Regions from separate parts of the Mus musculus genome. Here region 1 is linked to region 2. The links are chromatin contacts, called in public promoter capture Hi-C maps. All regions are on one chromosome and are shown on one strand. Each heading gives the region's core, a stretch centred on a gene start, on an enhancer-like site or on the middle of the called end of the contact. The rest is flanking DNA. Distances are from core to core; before and after follow the strand shown. Region 1 holds the start of Ascc3 (activating signal cointegrator 1 complex subunit 3). Region 2 overlaps Gopc (golgi associated PDZ and coiled-coil motif containing).

The links. Promoter capture Hi-C pulls out the DNA fragments that hold promoters and counts their contacts.
Region 1: a contact with region 2 is called in a promoter capture Hi-C map of liver, with 2.4 times the contacts expected there. The contact joins the promoter of Ascc3 here to the enhancer-like site in region 2. A contact is called at or near these places in 3 of 39 promoter capture datasets (liver, neutrophils and pre-B cells).

Annotation. Positions count from the first base shown.
Region 1 is chr10:50,591,282-50,593,981 of GRCm38.p6, forward strand. It overlaps Ascc3 (activating signal cointegrator 1 complex subunit 3), which reads left to right and starts at 1,388. Exons shown (of 42, transcript NM_198007.2): 1 at 1,388-1,616.
Region 2 is chr10:52,359,344-52,362,043 of GRCm38.p6, forward strand. The region is part of intron 1 of Gopc (golgi associated PDZ and coiled-coil motif containing); the gene reads right to left. Among named protein-coding and RNA genes, the nearest start is that of Gopc, 21 kb to the right of the region's middle. Within about 2 kb of position 1,253, at least 6 of the 459 cell types and tissues checked have an H3K27ac peak or open chromatin away from gene starts, as enhancers often do. A contact at or near this core is called in liver, where this site is marked.

The DNA.
Region 1 (2,700 bases), core at 138-2,637, 1.8 Mb before region 2:
TATAGTTGCGGTTTTTAACATACATGCTGTTCCAAAATTGCAATCTTGGTACTATAATTCTATGTTTGATCAAACCCCTCTTCCTTCCCTGCCTGCTTCATGGAAATGCTCTCTCTGTTTCTGAAAATTCCACAATTATGTATCTCAGATTAGCAAAATATTTCTATGCCACTCACATCACCTCTGCTTGGATTCTCAGGTGGCCTTCCCACTTGGGAATATCTGCCTCTGCTTTTTTACTATAATGAATTTGCTTTTGCTTAAGTCTCTTCTGTATCTCTCCTAGAATTCTTTCTCTAGTGAGACCAAGAGTCTTTGGGATCACCAGTTGTAGTTTGGTGATAAAATGAGTTAGACTGTAAACGCTTGAAAGGCTACATGCGACTGGACTAACTTTTAGCAAAACCAGCCAGTAATTCTCCTAAAATGCGTCTCCCTCCCCCCAAATCCCTATTATGTAAGCATTCAGCATCTACTTAGAAAATGTAGAGACTGGGAACTTAGAGAAATGTAGAGACTGTGATGGTCATATATTGCTTCTACAGTGCATTTAGTTCCTTGGATTGTATTAGAAGGGACTCTCAGAATGTGAAGGGTTTTTGTTTGTTTTCCTCATAAAGTTCAGGTCATACCAGACAAACCTTTATCACCAGATGGGTCTTTCATATTGCTGACAGTCCAGTAACTTTTCCTCTTAGTGAATCTTACCAAGTTTCATTAATACTTCATGATTCTTTTCATCTGCGTTATCTCATTTTAATTTCTGAAATGCTTCTATCGCTATTGAGGTCTTCTTACCTCAGTCTGGTATACAGAACTTCCAGTGGGTTTGGCAAGTTATGTTTATTATTCAACCAATGCTGCTTCTATAAAACAGGGTTCTGGTGAGTTTTAGGACAACTGTCTCGGGAAGAATGGGCTGAAAGGGTAGGATGACAATGCATACCACATCTGTATCCTCGCTCATCAGTTCAAACTTAACAACAATGCAGTTTTTTTAGGCTAGCTTTTCTAAATTTGCCAGTCGCACCAGGCTATCGTCAGATGTTTTGTTTCGAAGGTCAGAAACAACTTCAGAAGTACAAAGTGGAGAATAATGAAACTCAGGGAAATCGAAACTTGAGCCTAGAGCAGGTGGGCGGAACCATCTAGTAACCACGGGACTGTGACTCACTGGTTTCTGCCTTCAATAGGAATTAATTACTCGGTGCCATTATCAGAACCAAGCGGGGATTAGGGAGTCGGCCGGAGGGAACCAAGAGTCGGACCACTAAAACTGAGCTGAAACTTGCTAGCGTGTACGCCACCCGACGCCAACCCCCGCATGGGCGGGGCCGAGGGCGGCCGGGTGCTGACGTGGCGACGTTGGCGTCGCGGTCGGTGACGTATGGCCGGCGCCCGCCCCGCCCCTCCGTCGCTCGGCGCGGGTGTGTGGGTTTGTGGGTCAGTGCCAGCTGGGCAGCCCTCGCGCGCTAAGGCGTGACAGCGAGCGACCCCCGCCGGCCCGCGTGTGCTGCGGAGGAGGTCGGGGCGCAGCCCTCCGCTCCGCTCCGCCGGAGTGAGAAGAGGAAGCAAACCTCCAGGAGGCCGGAGGCGCGCGTGGCGGCGGGGCTGAGGTGAGCTAGGGAGAGGGAGGGCGCGGGTGGCGGAGCCCGAGTGTGCGGCGGGGCGGGGCTGGTCTCAGAGTCCGGAAGAGCGCGGGTGGACCGAGCTGTCATCCCTCGGCTGGGCGTCCCGGCTCACCTAAGTTTGTAGGTGGGGGTTGGGGTGAAAACTCCAGCGCGATTGCCCACGTGTAAGGACAGAATGGCCACAAGATGAAAAATTTTCTGTTCTAGGCTTAACCTGTTTTTCTCCTCCCTCTCCCCTTATTTATATTACACATTCCTAGCAACGTCGTTCTTCGCCTACATCTGTTGGGTTGGGTTTCCCCCACAACACAGAGGAGCGAGTGCTTTGGGTCCTGGAGTTCAGGGCAGTGGGTGAATTTAACAATCGGAGGACTCTAGAATGTATTTTTTTTTTTTTTTAAATAAAGAAGTGTCTATGCTAAGGGGGTAGATGAAGTGGTTCTTGGTAGGATGCTGTAATTTCCTTTACCTTTAAAAGAAAGAAGTTCAGTCTACTGAGTTTGATATGCATCACAAGTGCAGTCTAATTGCTACCTGTGGTGTGGTTTTTGTTGTTGTTGTTGTTGTTGTTGTTGTTGTTGTTCCTGGATAAAAATTAGAACAGTCAACTATATCTACCCCCTTTTCAGATTCATAAGCTGAAACGTTTGTTTTCTGAGTTTGATTGTTCTCAAATTCCGCTTCTGAGTCTAGGCTGGACGTGCTCTAGCTCATGTTTTGTATTTAGTTTTTCACGTCATGACGATTATAATACTGGTGTTGCGCCGGGCGTGATGGCGCACGCCTTTAATCCCAGCACTTGGGAGGCAGAGGCAGGCGGATTTCTGAGTTCGAGGCCAGCCTGGTCTAGGACAGCCAGGGCTACACTGCCTCAAAAAAAAAAAAAAAAAAAAACCTAAAAAAAAAAAAGGATTACTTTATTCTATGAAACCCACTGCATAAGTAAGCCATCCACAAAGATAATACTGTGTTGCATTAAAATATTCATAGAGATGTCAGTTAAGTGTAGCTTAGTGTTATTTACATGAGTGAATTAATTTTGCAAGACTTAGTTTTCTTGATCCTTGTT
Region 2 (2,700 bases), core at 3-2,502:
GGATATAGAGTCACCTTCCTGTTCAGACGGTATGCATCACAGTGGTCCACTAACATGAACAACATGCTAGTGGGGTTCTGTCTTCAACACAGAAACTATCAGCCTGCATTAGACTTCTTAAACTTTTCCCATTGGCAACATTCACTCATTCAAACGGTTTCTAGTCCAAGCTGCCTTGAACTGGCTATGTAGTGAGGATGACCCTGAACTTCTGATCCTTCTGCCTCCATTCCCTGGGTGCTCAAACTGGAGGTGTGTGTCCATGCTCTATTTATGAGTGCCTCGGGGCTGAATCCTGGTCCTCATGCATGCTTATTAGGTAATTCCTCTGTAAACTGAACTGCTTTCATTTTCTTATAACCCTTTTCACTGGATTTCTACACAACCCTAGTCACATAGTCACACAGTTATATAAAATAAGTACACAAACACTTCCTAATAAATAAGTTTATTTAAAACAATCATATGATTTATCATTTATTAAAGATCAATAATAATTTGCATAACAAGGTATGCTTTTTAAATTTTTACATAGTTCTTAACTGAGGATGTGTTACTATAAAACACCGGTAGTATATACTTAAGCTTAACTTGTAGTCCACGGGCCCCGTGTGGTTGAAGACAGCTATGCATGCAGTTCAACACAAAATGATAAACTTATCTAAAACATAAGGTTGTCTTTATTGTTGTAGTTTTTTGCTGCTTGATTACACGGTTCTCAATTTTTAACTTCATAGATGACAACATGTCACAAGGTTGTCCAAACCTTAGGTAGAGCACCTTCAACATTTTCCAGAATTGATCAATATTTCGATTTGACAACTGTCAATGCCAAGACTAAGGCTCTGCATGCAGAAGTATGCTTAGGACTATTTTGGAAGTTGTTGGAAATTCTTTCCTAATCCCAAGCCAAAATTCATTTAACAATACAAAAATTAATAATAATTACTATTATTTGTAAGATTTATCTTCATTTATGTGTGTGGTCTAGATGTGTACACGTCATGTATGTGCAAGTACCTGATGAAGCCAGAAAGTATTGGATTCCCTGGAGCTGGAATCACAGATGGTTATGAGCTACCTGTCGTGGGTGCCAGGAACCGAATCTGGGTCATCGGAAAGAGCTGCAAGTGCTCTTAAACATTGAGCCATCTTTCCAGCCTCCAAAATGCTTATCTGCTTATCTGTATGCATGTAAATGTCTGCATGAGTGCTGCAACCTGTGTGTGCAGGGCAGAGGACAACCTTGGGTGTTGGCCCTCCTAACCTTGACCTTGAGGTATAGTGCCTCTTGCTTGCTGTTGCAGTGCATACTCCAGGGTATCTACCCTCAAGCTTCTGGGGAATTCTCCTGCCTCTGTCTCACACCTCACACTATAAACACACACCACTTATGCACATTGATTCAAGGGATCTAAACTCAAGTTGTGAGGCTTACAGCAAGTGCTTTTACCTGTTGAGCCATCTCCTTGGCTCAACATTTTTTTTTTAAGGAAACTAAAGTCAGAAAGTCAAAACAGCAATTTTTGAGCTCTAACATTCCCATACAGTGTAACCCAGGGATATCTAATGTGAGCTTTCCATGCTGACGAATGCTGAGAAAGCCTTGTCTTCATTTTCTGTAAGCCATCCATATCTGTAAGAACAGACCATTCATAACCTGCATCTTAGCCTGCACGCTTCAGTCATGAGTACTGTGTTGCAACAGTGTGCAGTGTAAACTGCATGTGGACTCAGAACCAAGGCCGCCATGAGGCTGTGTGATACAAGGGCAGGTGCTGACTCAGTATGTGCTTGGTTTTGAATTAATTTTTGGTTGCCGCACATTCAGAAACCTTTTTCCTGTTCGCCAATATTTTGGGACCCTCACATTCAGTTGCATGACCTAATTAATATAGGAGCTCAAACCTCATCTTAGGAAGCTGTGGCTTTTTTTTTTTTTTTTTTTTTTTGGTCAGAAAATTACCCTTTGTACTGTGTAGCAATTATTCTAAGGGCCAAGTGCTGAGATCACAGTGAGCCCAAGCATGAGAGCTGACTGCAAGTTCTCGGTTAGAGCAGAAATCCGCCCAGGAGGGCTTATTCATTCCACCAAAGCTTTCCATTTCTACACGGCTGACATTGCTTCACCACTGTCAACTGCACATGGCCCTTATGTTTGCTGTGCCCAGCTAGCCAGCGCCTGCACTCTTCTTTCCTATTCAACTCAAAAGAATTTTAACTTTAACTTTCAGTTTAAAAATTGAAAGGCCAGAGAACTATACTGTCACAGAAAAAACAAATGTAGGTAGTTCATACAGAATTAGCTCAGCTCCAAGGAAAGTCAACTTACAGCAACAGCGATCTGCTGCCATGGCAATTTTATAAATGGAAATAAAGGATTTTATAATGTCAGAAACATTATTAGGAAGACTTGCGACACTGTGCAATATATTCAAAAATAAAGTGTAAAACAAAACAAAAACCTTTCTGAAGTGAAGCTACTGAGGCAAACGGTTAAGATTCGGATAACAGCTTACTTAGGAAGAAGAAGACAGGCCTTAAATATGCTGATCTCGGGGTAAATCACAGAACTGTCCTATAAGAGCACCACAAAGAAAGAAGTACAAAGCTGAGGCTTGCACTGGGACTAGGAGCAGATACGCATTAATACCCCAACACAGAGGTACATGGAGAAGAGACAGCCAGGGACCGGGGTTT